5 separate regions of the Mus musculus genome follow, and regions 1, 2, 3 and 5 are each linked to region 4. The links are chromatin contacts, called in public HiChIP or PLAC-seq maps. All regions are on one chromosome and are shown on one strand. The core of a region is the stretch at or near the end of the contact, and the rest is flanking DNA. Distances in the headings are between cores, read along the strand shown. Region 1 overlaps Mical3 (microtubule associated monooxygenase, calponin and LIM domain containing 3). Region 2 holds the start of Mical3 (microtubule associated monooxygenase, calponin and LIM domain containing 3). Region 3 has its middle 23 kb from the start of Gm30842. Region 4 overlaps Mical3 (microtubule associated monooxygenase, calponin and LIM domain containing 3). Region 5 holds the start of Tuba8 (tubulin, alpha 8).

Evidence for each region. HiChIP or PLAC-seq counts read pairs in DNA pulled down with a chosen protein or histone mark.
Region 1: a contact with region 4 is called in an HNF4G HiChIP or PLAC-seq map of pancreatic cancer cells. The contact joins two enhancer-like sites. A contact is called at or near these places in 4 of 484 Hi-C or Micro-C datasets (the AML12 cell line, bone marrow-derived macrophages and embryonic stem cells), 20 of 115 datasets of contacts at active chromatin or transcription factors (T-cell acute lymphoblastic leukemia, acute myeloid leukemia, bone marrow-derived dendritic cells and 11 more) and 3 of 9 other capture datasets (adipose tissue, liver and pancreatic islet).
Region 2: an HNF4G HiChIP or PLAC-seq map of pancreatic cancer cells shows a contact between it and region 4. The contact joins the promoter of Mical3 here to the enhancer-like site in region 4. A contact is called at or near these places in 1 of 39 promoter capture datasets (embryonic stem cells), 1 of 15 datasets of contacts at CTCF or cohesin (large pre-B cells), 29 of 484 Hi-C or Micro-C datasets (B cells, the CH12 cell line, the G1E-ER4 cell line and 21 more), 20 of 115 datasets of contacts at active chromatin or transcription factors (acute myeloid leukemia, bone marrow-derived macrophages, craniofacial prominence and 13 more) and 4 of 9 other capture datasets (adipose tissue, embryonic stem cells, liver and 1 more).
Region 3: a FOXA1 HiChIP or PLAC-seq map of pancreatic cancer cells shows a contact between it and region 4. The contact joins two enhancer-like sites. A contact is called at or near these places in 2 of 484 Hi-C or Micro-C datasets (bone marrow-derived macrophages and embryonic fibroblasts), 6 of 115 datasets of contacts at active chromatin or transcription factors (acute myeloid leukemia, embryonic stem cells, extraembryonic endoderm stem cells and 2 more) and 3 of 9 other capture datasets (adipose tissue, liver and pancreatic islet).
Region 5: an HNF4G HiChIP or PLAC-seq map of pancreatic cancer cells shows a contact between it and region 4. The contact joins the promoter of Tuba8 here to the enhancer-like site in region 4. A contact is called at or near these places in 4 of 39 promoter capture datasets (the C10 cell line, the HPC-7 cell line, cranial neural crest and 1 more), 1 of 484 Hi-C or Micro-C datasets (bone marrow-derived macrophages), 3 of 115 datasets of contacts at active chromatin or transcription factors (embryonic stem cells, pancreatic cancer cells and stem cell-derived neural progenitor cells) and 5 of 9 other capture datasets (adipose tissue, embryonic stem cells, liver and 2 more).

The regions. Positions count from the first base shown.
Region 1 is chr6:121,099,709-121,102,828 of GRCm38.p6, forward strand. The region is part of intron 1 of Mical3 (microtubule associated monooxygenase, calponin and LIM domain containing 3); the gene reads right to left. Among named protein-coding and RNA genes, the nearest start is that of Mical3, 30 kb to the right of the region's middle. Within about 2 kb of position 1,718, at least 40 of the 459 cell types and tissues checked have an H3K27ac peak or open chromatin away from gene starts, as enhancers often do. A contact at or near this core is called in bone marrow-derived macrophages and pancreatic cancer cells, where this site is marked.
Region 2 is chr6:121,129,389-121,132,614 of GRCm38.p6, forward strand. Mical3 (microtubule associated monooxygenase, calponin and LIM domain containing 3) reads right to left here and starts at 1,634. Exons shown (of 32, transcript NM_001270475.1): 1 at 1,382-1,634.
Region 3 is chr6:121,158,246-121,161,828 of GRCm38.p6, forward strand. It overlaps a transcript of Mical3 not described here. Among named protein-coding and RNA genes, the nearest start is that of Gm30842, 23 kb to the left of the region's middle. Within about 2 kb of position 2,161, at least 37 of the 459 cell types and tissues checked have an H3K27ac peak or open chromatin away from gene starts, as enhancers often do. A contact at or near this core is called in pancreatic cancer cells, where this site is marked.
Region 4 is chr6:120,954,028-120,957,182 of GRCm38.p6, forward strand. All of the region lies in intron 27 of Mical3 (microtubule associated monooxygenase, calponin and LIM domain containing 3), which reads right to left. Among named protein-coding and RNA genes, the nearest start is that of Gm43915, 3.2 kb to the right of the region's middle. Within about 2 kb of position 1,599, at least 77 of the 459 cell types and tissues checked have an H3K27ac peak or open chromatin away from gene starts, as enhancers often do. A contact at or near this core is called in B cells, the CH12 cell line, the G1E-ER4 cell line and 7 more, where this site is marked.
Region 5 is chr6:121,209,020-121,212,420 of GRCm38.p6, forward strand. Tuba8 (tubulin, alpha 8) reads left to right here and starts at 1,715. Exons shown (of 5, transcript NM_017379.2): 1 at 1,715-1,817. The coding sequence starts at 1,815.

The sequences.
Region 1 (3,120 bases), core at 468-2,967, 150 kb after region 4:
ACTCCTTCCACAACAATCTTGCTCTCCCATCTCTCCCCCTTTACCTGACTTTCAACATGATTTCCACGCTGTTACTCAGGGCGAATCCCACCTCCATAAACTGTCTATAGAGTGCGATGAGGCAAACCCAGGCCCTGGGGACAGACGGGCTCCGTGTGCTTGCTCATGGCTGCTCTCATCTTTTAGAAAGCTCTTCTCAGCTGGCCACTAGCCTGCCTTTCAAGGCTCTGGGAAGAACTCCTGGCTCCCTTTCCTCAGCTCCTATGGCACCTACATTTACACTCGCTCATCACGGCTCTTGCTCTTACCACACTGCAAGGGAGTCATCTATTTGTGTGTCTGTCTCCCTGGCTACACCAAGATTCCACAGGGAGAGAAACGCATCTTACTCACCTCCAAGCACCCAGGCAGAGCCTACCACAGTGGTTCAGACTCACTGGTACTGAGCTCAGCAACCAGCGAGGAGGGCTGCCCCCCTCACTGCCTATAATGTCCTGGGCTCGCTCTCAACTCTAAGCCACTGCTTTGCATCGCATACCCTCTTCTCTGTGTCGCCCATACATTCTTGGCAATGTGGCCTTACGCTGGAGCCTGGTCAACCTACCAGAGGCAACACTCTTAACTGTCCTTCTTCCCAGGAGCTATCACATCCAATGGCTCCTGAGCTAGGGGTGGGATTTCACATCCACCTCCCCTTGCTATGCCGGGACTTGGTCTGGCTTGAGCTCCCATGGAGCGTGTGCGTGTGCGCGTGCTGTCACAGCTGCTGTGGGTCTGGAAGGGCTGCTGCCCTGCTGTGTCTGCAGGACAGTATTCCTTGTATTTGTTCACAGCCTCTCTGGCTCTTACACTCTTTCTGCCCCTTCTCCAGCAATGATCCCTGAGCCCTGGGAGAAGATGGTGCAGTACAGATGTTCTTGATGGGAGATGGGGGTGGGGGGTCATGGTTGGGTGGAAAGGGAAGGGGATAGGGATATGGGAAGAGTTGAGGTGGGGTGATTATGGTCAAAACAGTGTGCAAAATTCTCAAAAAAAAAGTATGAAAAAAAGCTGAAATTACTAAGTGAGCAAACACTTCTATAAAGAAGACTGAAGGTTTAAAAGGGAGGTGGGTACTCTCTTCTCACCTAAATACTCCTCTCAATGACCTAGGATGCATAGGAATCACACCTTTGTAGGCTAGGGGTCAGTGTAGACCAGGTTCAAGGCGGAGGCATCTCTCTTTTATGTCCTGAGTGTCCTAAGGTGGATGCTGGTTATTTCTACGTCCTCACCTGTGAAGTTCAAATGACGCAGAACTGACCATGCCTGTAAACTCTAAACCAACACCGGGCCCAAGCTGGCTCTCCTCGAGTTAGAGCTGTTTTGTCTTTGTTTTCCCAATCAATGGCCCATACCATTTTTGTATTTACACACACACACACACACACACACACACACACTCATACACACACACATACACACACTCCCAGATATACACATACTCACACACACTCAACTCACACACACTTACAGACACATACACACATACATACACACTCACACACAAACACGGACACACAACCCAGTACAGTGACGAGGCCAAGCGGTGCCATCCATAAGTTAATGAATATATCATTTCAGGAAGTTTAAAAGATTACTAGTAGGACAGAGAATGCTGAGTCACAGGAACAAGGCAGACAGTAATCAGACAGCAAGCAGGAGTGAGAGGCAATTAGCAGGAGCAGGTGGTAGTCAACCTTGGACGGGACAGCCAGGGATGGCCCAAGGACAGCCATAGATGGCCCAGGGACAGGTGAGCTCCTCCTTGCTCAAGCACGTTTCTTATTCAAGATTCTGCACACAAACCCATTCCTGGCTCACTGCACAGCCTGAACCCACACATGCTGTTCCCGAACCGAGAGGAAACCCACAGCCCCAGGCCTACACTCCAAGTTTCAAAGGCACAGGCAAGAAGACCACTGTGTGCTTGCCACGTACCTGGTGGGATTGTGTCTGCCTGTAACCTCGAAGCAGGACTCTCAGGCACCTTCCTGCCCCAATGATCCTGACAAGGAAACCGAGTCCAGGGAGGCTACAGAACACACATGAGGTCACATGCTCCAGTCTGATTCCAGAAGGCACGCTCTTTACCACCACGTAAGCTGGCACCTCTACTCCTGAGTTAGAACCACTATGCATCAGCTGAGAGTCCTCAGGCAGGTCACCTAGCTTCTTCAGGCCCTTCTTCCCAACCCATTCAGTGGACATCACACGGCTATGTATAGTTAGTGTAAGGAGAAAAAAAGATCATAACATAAACACTTCTAAGTAGACACCAGGAGATGGGTTCCCTTTCCAACCCACAGCCTAACTTTTTTTTTCTTTTCAGCCAAATCCCTTGGTCTCCTTTACTGTGGGGGACCTATCTATGCCACTCTTGGTTGCCCTGCCTGCTGCATACATTCAAGTGTTTTAGAGACCACAAGAGCTTGCAAAATAGCCTGGGAAGAGAAAAGGCAGGCAACTGTGTGTGAGCACCATTGGAGAAGCCGGTACAGACAACTTCTGGTGTGCCAATGAATAGTGCATGAGCACAAGGCAGGCCAGCCAGCCCCTGCCAACACAGCATCCACCCTGACTGACAGTCCATGACAGCACCTAGCTCTGCCACACCAGCAAGGCAGGGAAGCTACAGAGGCCAAGTCCAGGGGCCTCTTTGTCTCTGAGGCTGCTTATAGGCATAGCATAAAGAAGTAAAAGCAAGCGAAAGTGACAGGCAAGTAGGAGAGGTGGCTCCCACTGTGATCCCAGGCCTCTGGGAGCTGAGTTCAAGGCCAGCCTAGCCACACAGCAAGACTCTGTTTCAAAAGCCATAACCAAAACAGAGATAGGCCATCATTTGTACCAACAGTGGAAGATCAGAATGCTTGAAAGTCACATACAAACAAAATGTCACCTTCCTAGAGAAAGAATTATGTCACAAAATTCCTTTATTGTGATAAAGTCCACTTCAGCCAAGAAATATAGACAGGCACGAGGAGGGGCACATTTCCATACGATCGCCTTTAAGCCCACCAACACTTCTCTGGGATCGCTGTCCACAGAGAACTCTTCATAAGCAGTATGACCCGAACATGC
Region 2 (3,226 bases), core at 384-2,883, 180 kb after region 4:
TGACTCTGCTAAGCACACAGACACGGACCCCATTTCTACAGGAACCCGCAGTTTTCCCTCTGCAGTCCCGCAGAGGCTCACATTTCCTTTTCTCCTTGGTCTGGAATATAGGTCAGAACATTTCTTCAGAGAAGGAGCCCATTCTGAGAGAGGCGCGCCCTCTCTGCTTCGAAACATCCCTCTCGCCCTCAGCTGCTTCAGGTAGTCAGAGGTCCTGCCTGCCGAGGTCCAGCCTCGGCTCCTGCATGCTTTCTTCCACACAGCGGCTAGTCGCGCATCACAAAAACAATATACCCCGCCCTCCAGCAGCAGCGTACGGAGTTCACCTGTATACGTCATCCTGATTAGAATGGTGGCGGGCAACCTCGGTGCTTTAGAATCACTTGGGAAGACCCCAGTAGCTAGGGCGGACTACTGCAGGGGCCAGCAGTGCAGCCGTCCCTTTATCGCTCATTCCATCTAGGTCTCTCCCCCTTTTCTCCTGTCTTTCCAACGCGATACATTCTAAACACTTCGTCCTAGTGCCATGGCTAGGCAAGAATAGATTGGGGGTGGGAGGTGGGAGAGGAGGGGTTGACGGGGGTGGGGGTGGGGGGGGGAGAGGACCTGACGAATATACAGAAAGTACTTTGCCCTGGAAACATGCTCCCTCGGTTCTGAAACAAACGCAGTGCTCCGAAAGTCTCTTTTCGCCCTTCCATTGACTTCCAGAGGGGAACCAACATAACCATCCCTTTGTTAACGCTCGACAGAGGCTGACTTGCGCCGAGTCCTCCGCAGCCAGGGGCACGTGCATGCCTGTGCTTGTGGGGATGGCATCTCTGGCCTGTTTACCCGGTTGTGGAGGCGAGCGCCGGCGCCCTCTACTGGACCGAAATGAATGTCCCTCCGAGTGTAACAATTGTCGCCTGTGGATGAGCTAATGGATTCACATTGAGCTTGCAGGAAGGACACGGTGTCGTGAGGATCCCCGGGCAGTCCTCCGACTGGCATACCACTGGCTTGCCTAGGGATGTTATTTCTTTGGTGGGGGTTGTGGGGGGGTGTTAAAGAATAAAGAAAATTGGACGGTATTGGCTAAGAAACTGAGCGCTGTGTTTCTCAGTCTTTGGGGCGTGTGCTTATGGTGCACGGTATCCGCTGATGGGGCGTTGTGCGGTAAAGGAGACAAGGATACCCGGGTGTAGCTCCCACTGCTTAAGAGAGCCATGCGTTTAAAGGCAGACAGAATTGTTCCAAGAATCCCACATATGTCAGAAAGGCAAAGCAAGGCATAAACAATTGAAAGATGTGATAAATATTTTTAAAGGCGTCAATCAAGACACAGAACCTTTTTCTTTAAGGGGTTTGCTCACCCAAGGGGAGATTTGGTGGTACTTACGGACTTGGGGCTTCACACCCGCATCTTCCTCGCCGGTGAGAGCTTGCCTCCCCAGATTGGCTGGTCCTCAGGACACAGGTGCTGCTGTTGTGGCTGCATGCATCCTGAGTGTGGTGACTCCACCTTCCAGCTAGAATCCCATCAAAGGTTCTCACTCAGAAGCCCCGAGGCACACTTCTTTCATCGGAGCAGCGAAGAAGGAACGAAGAACCCGGGGTCTGCCTCTGTCTGTCCTCCCTCACCGCTGCATCTCAGCTAGGGCTGCAGAAAGTGCCGTAGCAGAGCTGTCTAGGGCTCCTCGCGGTTGCCACGGTAACCAGGAGCAGGCGCCTACCCTGGTGGCTGGGGAAGGCTGTGGAGGAAAGGTAACGGATAAGCGATGATGCGTTGGCCTCTCTCCTGGGCATCGGTTGAGCCTCAAGTGACCCAAATGAAATGAAGTTCCAGCACAGATAAATCGTTCTTTCGACTCAAACCTAAATCCAAACCCGAACTACCCCTGCTATCCTTTTTCTCCTCTTTTCCCTCCCCAGTCAACACACACAGGAACATCATAAGGATTAGAAATTCCAGCACTATCCCAGGCGCCCTGCCCCAGAGGATCCCGCTGCACACAGAACAGAATGTTTGCTAGGCTTGCTCTTGAAAACAGAACTCCCAGCGGGTGCCAGCCGCGGGCGAGCTCCGGGGAGCTAGAGAAGGGACCAAGCAAAGGATGCTAATGGGAGGGTCATTTAACCTCTTTGAGCCCTAGGATCAAAGATACAAAGTTGTCTTAGAAAATGCTTATCAAATTAAGTTGTTCTTGTTACAATGTTAATTTTGATCGTGAACGCAGGCTTTGATCCCCAAAGACTCAATCCAAAGGCCATAATCCTAAGTGATAAAATATCTCTAAATTCTAAACCCTGAAAGATTAACACCTTAACAATATAATTATTCTGGAAAACAATTTTATTTCTTTTTATTCTTTCCTTTTTAAAAGGCAAGAGTCTCATTAAATATGGAAGGCTGGCTTTGAACTGTATATTAATAGTTAAGGGTGACTTTGAACTCCTGACCCTCAAACAAACAAAAACAACACTAAAATACTAGAGAGAAAAATTTTTTCAGTGAAGAACTGGGGAAGCAACTCAGGACATGGGGTTCTTATTCACTATGTAAGAGTTCTGTATCCAACAATGAGGGAAACAGAAAAGCAAAAACAAAAAGTTAAAAAGAAATTGGACAAAAAAAAAAGTGTACTTCAAGAACAGATTAAGCCAGATGTAATGGTGCACACCTTTAATCCCAGCACTTGGGAGACAGAAGCAGGTGTATCTCTGTGAGTTTGAGGCCAGCCTGGTCTACAGAGTGAGTTCTATGACAGTTGGAGCTTAATAGTGAGACACTGTCTCCAAACGAAACAAAATAAAAGGAAACAGAAGGTTAAAGGACTGAAGCAAAGGCTCAGTGGTTAAGAGCATTGACTGCTCTTCCAAAAATCTAGGCTTGATCCCTAGCACCTACACGGTAGTTAACCACCATCTGTAACGCCAGCTCCAGGGGTTCCAATACCCTCTTCTAGACGTCATGGACAATGGCATGTACCTAGTGCACAGATATGCATGCAGGAGAAACACTCATATATACATACACACATGAGAGAGAGAGAGAGAGAGAGAGAGAGAGAGAGAGAGATTCAAGGGGGCAATGAGGACTCAGCAAAGAAAGGTACTTACTGCTCAGACTGACAACCTGATTTTGGTTTCTAGAACCCACATGGTAGGAGAGAATGGAACCCCAAGTTCCATTAGGAGGTCAGAGTACTCCTAATACTCCCCCACAAAATAAATAAAATTAATG
Region 3 (3,583 bases), core at 911-3,410, 200 kb after region 4:
TTCCCTTCCTCCCTCCTGGCTTTGAAGATCTTTCTATATTATGTCTTTCAGCTCCATTTCTCTCTTTGCAAGTCAATGTCCTCAGTCTTTCTGATCACCCTCCCCCTCCTCCCCCTCCTCCCCTCCCTCCTCCTCCATCCCTCCCAAGCCCTCAGGACTCTCATCCAGTCTGATAGATTCTCATACCATGTGGATGCAAACTTGTGGATGGAAACTCCACTCCACATCCTGGTCTCTCTGTTCTTTCCTGGTCTCTAACAGGCCACTCAGACTCCACCCATCCAAATGAAAGCCCTTGGTCCCTCTCCAAGCCCATCTGCTTTCAAAGATTGTTCCATCTTCCTGAAGTGGTGTGTCTTCTCAGCTGTGGGGGATCCATTCTAAGTCTCAGTAGAGGATGTTCTACCAGGGGCTTAGGAAAAGACCAAAATCTACAATTTGAAGAGTGGCTCTGCCAGTGGCGTATCGGTCCCACGTGACTTTTGTAAAGTTAAAACAAACAAACAAACAAAACCACAAATAGAACCATGCTAAGTGAGGAACGTCGGTGTCCCATGCACACATGCAATACAGCAGGGCTGCGAGGTACAGACCCATGACTCATATCCTAGGAGGGACAGAGGGGGCCTGTGTGAGATCTCATGCTACTCAGAATAGCCAGCAATTTAAAAATGTAGAAATTATTTATTTCTGGAATCTTCCATTTAGTAATTTCCAACCATAGGTAATTGGAATCGTGGGAGGTCTGCTGGTAGGAAGTGCACTGTAAACAACCCCAGGACCCTTGTGTTCCTCTTAAGTCTTGAAGAGCTCTGCTCTACATTCTCTCCATGTCACTCTCATCATGCATTTACTGATGGGCCAGAACCCTGCTCCATTCACTGCCATGCACCTCTGTCTTCTCTTCCTCGGACCAATGCCCCATCCAGGTAATCCAGGCTCTATTCTTGCACCCTGGGAAAAGCAGCCTGGGGGTGGGAATCTCCTCTTCCTCCTCCTCCACTTCTTCCTTCTCCTTCCTCTCCTCCTTCTCCTTCTCCTCCTCTTCTTCTCGTTCTCCTTCTTCCTCTTCTTCTCCTTCTTTCTCTTCTCTTCATCTCTTCCTCCTCCTCCTCCTCCTCCTCCTCTCCCTTTCGTCTTCTAAGACACTATCTGGCCCCATCTGATCTTGAACTTGCAGTTTTCGTACCTGATCTTCTGAAATGCTGCAATTACAGGCATTCTTTACCACACCCAACTCCCATGTTTCTAAAGCAGATCTTGCATCATCGAAGTCTTCCCCTAAAAACATCCAACAAAATCTTTCCCATGGCCCACAAGGCCCTCTAAAACCCGCCCTTCCTGTTTGCGGCTGCCTCTCTGCCCTCTCTATCCCCTGTGCTATTATGGCCTTACCTGTCTCCCTGATCTCACCTGTGCATCTTCATCTTTCAGGTGTTGGACTTAATGACACCTGCTCAGACAGTTCGCCCAAACTTCTGAGCTAAAGGAGCCCCGGTCGCTTATCTCTACTTAATTCTCTGTGTAGTACTTATCAGTACACAACTATGTCATACAGTCATTATGTGTCATCCGCCTCCAACAACAGCCGGGCCCCACACTTTGAACTCTTGAATGTAAGCAGGGTTCTGCCTACTGGCAGTGTCTAGTGCTTTCACTTGGCACATGGCAGGCACTGAATATTTGTGGGTGCTTCCTGACTCTTGGACTATGGTAGATACCCTTGGAGGATGTTGTAGAGAATGTGAGACCTTGCCCCTCCCATAGGTCTTCGTCCAGCCCATGGCCTTCTGCCTCTTCCTGTTTTTGTCCCCATTTCCTAATATGAGATGCTAGCCAGGTGGGTTGTTGGAGCAAGGAGTAGGTGGGAAGAGTGGGAGCCAACATGTCCACAAAAACACAGGCCAGAGTCCAGATTGATGGTATTGAGCCTTGAAGACTTCAGCTGCATCTAATTTAACCTGGGCCGACTCCCTGGAACCTTGTGGGCTAGTAGTCTGATTTCTGCTCTTTTCCAAGCCTCAATTAAGGGAGCAACAAAAGCTCCCTGTTACAAGCCACGAGTGGTGATCTCATCAGCTAAAACAAATATTTTCTTTCTGGTTATATTTATAGAAGTCTCTCTTGTTTCCTTGCATGACCCTGGCCGACATCATTTCTTTACCTTCTTATCTGTGACCGCGTGTGGGGGAGGCAGCTTTATAGCTACACCCCCTGGCTGTGCTGGCTTTCCAACTCTCCTGTTTTGCTTAGCGTTCATTTGTAGGGCTCTTGTCAAGTCAAACAGTCTCTAATCTCCAGTAACCAAGGCAGTAACTAGTACTATTCTTTTTTTTTTTAAAGACACATTGGATCCAGCCCGGAATTTTGATTTTTCTCAGCGACACCTCTGCCCTCCCTTGGTGCGGAATTTGGTATTTTTCTTTTCTTTCTACCAGTCAAATGCTTTTGGATTTGAGGCCTTCCTCAGTACCACCATTGAGTGGAAAGCACACACCATTCCCATGATCCCTTAGACTCATACCTGACTTCCTCCCACTGTGTCGGCTCCTTCCATCCATGAATGTCTCTCAAGCATTCAGAAAAAGGTGCTGTGGTCACAGAAGGAGACACTAAAAACTCACTCCTTGCACAGAAAGAAGCCAGCTACGGTGCCTTTTGGCCTTTAGTTCTGATGTTTCCCTCTTCGTCGTGGCTAAACTCATGGCTAAGCGTGGCCTAAACTCTGCAAGAGTTTACAGAGATCAAGGGATATCTGTCCACTAATAAGCCCAGTAACATCTTCAGATAGGAAGGGAAGAGGCGCTGGCTGGGACTGTAGGTTGGAACAAGCAGAGGAAGCTGCTGCTGCTTATTGGAAAACTTGGATCCACGCATCACAGTTTTAAAATCAAAGATTTAGACACGATGTCTGCCAAAAGGTCTTTTATTATTCATTGGAGACGTATGAGACTTCCTCAGAGGTGTGCTTTAGAAGCAGAAATGTCAACATCCCTTGGAATAGTTTGGCGATTTTATGGCAAACGAGAACAGTTTTGAGGTCTGGGAAGTTCTAGGAAAGTCAGAACTCGTGATTTACACAGGCTTTGTCCGAGTCTCTGCAGTCAGAGCTTCAGGCTTCAGCCATCTTCACCTTTCCAAAAGGTAGCTGTCAACCCTCACTGATCCAGATGGAGACGGAAGCAGGTGTAGGTGGGTGTGTGAGGGGAGGAAGGGCTCTTGTGGGGCTCTCTGGTGTTCAGCAGCCTACGACCCTAGGGCACCAGCTCTGTGGATGGGCCATGACGCGCTGGGATTTGTTGAGATGGGTTCTTGGGGCAAGCTTTAAGACCATGAAGTCACTTCCCTCTACTCTTGATTTTTGAACCAGAATCTTCCTGGTGCTGATCCACATCCAACTTTGGCTTTAAAGGTATGAAAAGAGATTGGGAACGATTGGATACAGTTTGTGAATAAGCAACAGCAACATGTGACCGAATACTTGGAAATCGATCTTTTTCAGAATGTGCTTAGGGTGGTCTTACGGTGTGAGAGAGGACGGATGGGGAATGGTGAGAAATGCTTCTTTTTCTCTGCACTTTTG
Region 4 (3,155 bases), core at 349-2,848:
GCCACTGAACACTTAGCATGGAATGGAAGACATGTCCTGACACTGGGCAAACCTGCTTTTTCAGAACTAGACCCAGTGAAGGGAACCAAACCAGCACAAATCACGGTTTTTTAGAGGAAGTACCAGTGTTTGGGCAACCATTGAAACCTCTCCAGTTCACACACTGACCAGAGTTGCTCAAAGCCTTGGCCGGTTTCCTTTGCTTTTGTGGTCTTCTCATGGGTCACATAAAGTGCCTAAAGGTCCCTGTGGATGCAGGCAATCGGAATCTGGTGGCACCCAGGACAGGAGGACGCTAAGGGTGGCACATTGGGGGACCTGCACAGGATACCACATGCATGCTGGCTGGGCACACACTTGCTGCTTTTAGCTCTGAGCACGGGCATCATGCCTGCTCAGTTCCTCTCCCCTGCATAGCCGACTGTGAGTTAAGTCGTCATGCAGAACGGGCCAGTTTAAAAAGGTAAAGTACAGATGTGGTCCCCAGGGTCCTACACTGACACACTTCAAGAGCCATGCCGACACCTGTCTGCAAGGGATCCACAGCAGCCCCTTATTAATGCACTCCCTGCTGCGACTGGTGCCAACCTGGCAGTGGCAGTGACAGGGAAGACAAGCATGACACACTCTGGGTCACCTGGGAAAGTAGGGTCAAGAGCATGGCTCGCTGGCAATGGAACTGTGTCAGGGCTACCAAGCAGGATAAGGGGGCTCGTAGAGGGCAGGACAGACCCTAGTGGGCCTCAGTGGTGAAGGAGTAGTTGGGCAGGCTGCTCATAAGAACCAGATGGAAGCAAAAGGAAGTTACTTCTTGTTGTCAGGGCTTTAGATGGCTAGGAAAACCTAGATTGGGCTGGAGAGATAAGCCTGTTCGTAAAATACATGTTTTGCAAGCATGAAGACTTGAGAGTGAGCTATAAACCCCGTATAAAAAGCCAGGCTTGGTGGGGTGTGCCTGTAATCTTACAGCTAGGGAGGAGGTGGAAACAGGTGGATCCTGACCCCCAAGATTTGCTGTCCAGACAGCCAGTCTAGCCTACATGGTGAACTCTTTATCATACATACATACATACATACATACATACATACATACATACATACATACAAACAAGTAGACAGACACATGAGGAGTGACACTCAAGGTTGTTCTTTTAGCTTCTCACATGCATGTTAAATGCATGTGCTTGCACACACATGAATAGAAACATATAACCCCTAAATAATTTGATTTTGTATAATAAACATTTGAGTAAAATCAAGGTTTTGGTTTTCATTGTGCACGTGTCGCTATGGAAACTAAACCCAGGCACTTGTTTTCTCAAGTGCTGACTCAGGCCTTGGGTCTGTGAAACAGGAAGAAGCCTGGCTTCCTCCTATACCACACTGTGGCCAGAGGCTTCCTTCTCCAGGCAAGCTAAAGCCCAGATTCCTAAAACAGCAAGCCCGTGGAGATCTTATGTGACAGGTGGACTCCACAGGGACAAGATGACTCCTTGTGGTCACAGGGAATGCTGAAGACAAGCAGGACCAGGGCAGTGGCAAATGTGGGCCCCTTGCTCCTGATTCTTCTAATTTTGAGGGGTTTCAAACCCAGCAACACTGAAGGATGAAGCCAGTGGTGCCAGAACACCCTTTACCTCGACTTCCAGATGGTACAGTACCATGTGAGCCTGAGGGCACAGTCTTTACATAGCACCTTCTTTCACTGAGTTGTTTAGAGGTCAGAGACCCAGTCTCTAGAAGCTCCAGCATGGATTTCCTCCTCCACAGGAGAGACACATCTTCCCAATAGTCACAGGAGTGTCACCTACTAGCAACCTGACATCCATTTGACGATGGCATTTAAAAAATACGTATTGTGCTTGCATTCACCACTAGATGTCACAGAGGTTGCAAACCATTCTCTACAGTTTTGTGGATGCATTGTCTTGGCCTGTCCCCCACTGAGGTTCCATGTTTGCTCCCCTCTCCCTCCTTTTGTTTTCTTGAGACAGGATCTTGCTTGTATATATCCCCAGAACTCACTAGGTAGCCCAGGCTGGCCCTGAACTTGTGCAATCCTGCCTCTGCCTCCAGACTGTTAGGGTCGCATGGAGTCACCACACCCAGTAGGTTCCATATTTTAATACCCTGTCCTGCCCTCGTTCAGTGAGATACAACGCCATCCTAAGAGGCATGTTTGCCACTGCCTCTGGTCCTCAGCATTCCCTATGTGACCACCAAGGAATGATCCTGTCCCCGTGGAATACACCCAGTACATAAGGCGTCCAGGCCCTTGCTGTTCTAGGAATCTGTGACTGGCTTGTTCACACTGCTAGGAAATAAGTTCCTCTGCTCTTCCTGGCTATGGTCACTGGGTGGTTATACCAGCATGATGGATCCTGCATAGCCAACTGGGAGCATCTGGCACTCCCCACTGTGGTAAGATGATTCATTACCTCATGGAGAAGCAGTGTGACCTGACCACAAAGGCACACAGAGATAGAAGATTTGACCACTGTGACTGACACAAACTGTCTTCACATGAGCACACTCACCATGGAAGCAAAGGGGACTTTGGGCCACACGATCCTTTACTCGGGCTCCTTCAGGCTTCCTAAGACAGTACCTGAGCCCAGTATAGGGATGGGCTTTGAACCTCATGTGCATGCACACACCCCACCTTTGTGCCAATGTCACTCACTGCCTGGAAGACCTCAGCAGGCACACCCAGTAGCAACACAGTGCACTGAGTCCCCATAAAGAGCACACAGTCCCAGTCCTACACTTGGAGTCCTGATGCAACAAACGAGGCCTGGGTGCAGGCGATGGAAGACGAGAGGTCTGTGGTTCTTGGTGACTAGGACAGCAGATAAAGAGCTATCATTATGCCCAGGGAGACGAGACAGATGAATGGAGAACAAGATAAGAATGAACTAATTTTTTCTAGTCTGTTGAGTTAAAAGAGGAACCGAGTCAGGCTGGAGGATGGGGCTGTAACAGGAAGACACCATCTCAGTGAAACACACACATATTAGGTGCAGAACTACCACAGCCTGCCCTGGTTGGTTTACAGTTCGAGGCTGTTGGCCGAGGGGGTGACTTAAGGCCAAGCCTTGAGAAGCCATGTCAAAAAGGTACATGAGGGGGTTGGTCCCTGAGAGACTGCCCATGCC
Region 5 (3,401 bases), core at 465-2,964, 260 kb after region 4:
CTTTATTGAGCATTTGCCATGTTTGTTTTAACTGTGAGTCTCTATTATTATTATTATTATTATTATTATTATTGATACAGGGTTTCTCTGTGCAGCTCTGGCTGTCCTGGAACTCACTCTGTAGACCAGGCTGGCCTCAAACTCACAGAGATCTGCTTGCCTCTGCCTCCAGAGTGGTGGAATTAAAGGTGTCTACCGCCATCTGACTGAGTCTCCAATTTTAAGCTATTACAGTATAAGACTGTGACCTACCTGGGTCCTTCCTCTGTGTGGGCACTGTGATGCTGCTGGCCCAGCACTTTGTCCCCAGAACTCTTCATGTGTGTTACAGCAGTGGAGGCAGTTTATCTGGAGTCCTTGGGGTAGGCAGTTCCAGCTTGGAGGCCGTGTATCAGTGGGAAGTGTTTTCAGTACTTTCTCACATGCAAAGATGATTAAAACATGTATCCTCTCCTCAAGAAACTCATAGACAAATACATGAAAGGTGAGCCAACAGAATAAACTACTACCTAGATAAGTTTTACTCTGCTGCTTCCTGAGCACAGAAGCAAAGGTGTGTCTTCATCTATGTTTGGAAACAGAGCCAACATCTGGCCACAGCAGCTCCACCTACATCTTGAAGAACTCTTAACTTCCCACAGTGACTTGTGTGGTGGGAAGTTGCCAGAGAAAAGAGGGAGGGAAGAAAAGCTGGGTTATATCTCTTAAGTATGAAGTGGCCCTTGATAGGGAATTCCATGTCGCAGTTCAGGTGTAAGAACCATCCAACCCCAACCGACTTGGAGACAAAGGGACTTGTGGAGCCTGTTAGTAATGTGGGCAACTAGAGAGGCTCTTAAGCTGAGCATGGTAGCACACACTTTGGAAGCAGAGGCAGGTGGGTGGAGCTCTGTGAGTTCCAGGCCAGCTTGGTTTACAAAGCAAGTTCCAGGACAGCCAGGGTTACAGGCTAGGTGAGCCCCTATCCTCACCCAACTAGATGGAGGGTGAAGAAATCCTTTGCTCTTCAGTGTCATCTGTGGCCACTAAGAGGAGGTCCTAACAGGGCAGAGGCAGTGAGAACCCTGATGTTCTGGGGTACATGCAAAGTGACACATTTGGGGATTACGTAGGAAAGGCTCTTGTAGGAGTGGGTCAGGAGGAGAGACTTGAGAATCATGGAGATATTCTGAGAGTATTTAAAATAGTGCTGAATCCCTGAATCTACTATGGAGGGCTTGCAGCAGATGCAGATGCAGATGCAGAGGCATACCATCTTCTGACTTCTCCAGTAACCAGGCAGGCAGTGGTGGAAGCAGAAGCGTGGGCTCTGACCACGGGCTGGTCTGATCCTGCAGGCTCTCCTGGACTGAGGTGACCGGCTAACAGATTAGTGTCTTCCCACCACACCAGCCAGTGTTGGCAGCAGGACGACTATGAACATTTGGGGGGAGAAACAAGCATTTGTTTTGGAGTATTTTTCCACTGCTTTCCAGTGGCCTCGGAGTGGATGCGGGGTTTGTATGCACACGTGTGTTGCGGTCACAGGACTGCTTCCTGGACTGCAAGGCTCAGGAGCTCAGTGGCAGCTCCGGGCATGAGAAGCAGCCAGGCTGGACTAGGGAGCCTCTGGTGGGAGGGGAGGTGCCATTGTGACCTACCCAGGTCCCTCCCCTCCGCGGGCACTGTGATGCTGCAGGGCAACTGCTGGCCCAGCATGTCTGTCTCAGGCCCCCTCCCTCGCAGTGTGTCACAACCGCGGAGGCGGCCGTATCTGGAGCAGTTGGGGTGGGCAGGCCCAGCTGGGAGGCGAGCGGGCGAAGAGAGCGGCCACGATGGTGAGACTTCCCCGCCCGGGCTGGCCCCGGACGCGCGCAGGTGCCGGGGAGAGAGCTGCGGGGCCACGGGGTAGCTGTGGGGTGGCTTTGGATCTACTGGGCTCCAAGTCTCCTGGAGGGTCTGTGGGTCAGTTCAGGGTCAAGGGTCTTGTTTCCCAGGGGTGAGAATATTTTGTAGAGAATGTAGAGAGCAGGGGCTATTGGATCCTTAAAGGGACCTAAGACCGATCTGCGCTCGCTAAAGAGAGGAGGGCGAACCTGGAGAGCTCGGTGGAGAGATACGTTAGAATCTGGGGGAGTAGCCACTCGTGGACCAGAGTGAGAAGAAATGGGATGCCGAGGGATTCTGGACAGGTGGTCTGGACCTGGGTGGCCTGGGGGAGTAGTCTCCAAACCTAATCAAAAGTGGCACGTTCCCGGGGTCATTCTCCACCCTCATCACCCGGCCATCGGCTATCGGCTTGGGTTTAGGGCAACTTCAATTCGAGCTGGGTGTTATGGACCCAAGACGTTTCCCAGGTGCCTGTCACCAGTGCTGGCTCCTCGGCCATCGGCTTGGGTTTGGGGCACCCTCAGTTTCAGCTGGGTCCAAACCAGCTTCGCAAGCGCCTGGCGCTGGAGCAGGCTCCTCACCTTTCCCGGCGGTCAAAGTCAAAAAGACTTTGGGACTCAGAAGTTTGGGACCCAGATACCAGGGGACCTAAGCCGTTTCATTTTATTTTCTATTCTGGCTTCCAGGCAGCAACTCTTCTTCATTAGTTGCTGTCTCCACTAGCGGCTGCTACCTTCACAGCCCCTCAGAGCGAGCTTTACAGCATCTCTGCCAAAGCCCCTGGGAAGCTCCCCTGCGGGGGACTAACGTTGGCCTCAATCATTGCTCTCCCGCCCCCCTCCCCCCACGCCAGGAAGCCCTGGTGTGTCCGCAGTGAAGTGGGACAGAAAGGTTAGAGTGGAGAGGGGTGGGCAGAATAAGAGTATCTCACAGGCCAAGGTCAGGTTCTCTGAGCCACTTGCTCTGGTGTCAGTGACAGAACAGCCAGGCCAGAACCTTCCTTCTCTCCTCCCCACCTCTTTTCTCCCTCCCCCATCCCCTCCGCCCTCCTTTTCCCCTCCTCCTGCCACCCCTCCTCCTCCCCTCTGGCTGTTCATTTGGGAGATTGCCCAAGACTTTCTGGCGCTGGCTCTCCTGTCAGCCCTACCTCTAAGCCTATCCTATCACTCGCCAAGCATGCTTCCAGACACACCTGGGATCTTGAAGAATTTGACAACGCAGGAGAGAGTGACCAGAGGAAACCACTTGTGCTCAGGTCCTAGGTGTGGGACCGTAGGAGGAGTTCAGATTCGGGCACTTGGCAATGTGGCTAGCACTTCGGGAAGGTCATCAAACTTCTCTTGGCTGGCTTTTCACATCTACAAAACGAGGGGGGGGGCTTACTTCAAACTTCCAAGGCTCTACATAGATTTTATTATTTTTAGGCTTTTTGTTATAGAGTGATATAAATATGTATTTAAATATATAGGAATTATATACATACACACATATATGAAGAGTGAATGAGCATTACCCTTCCAGCTTCATCAACC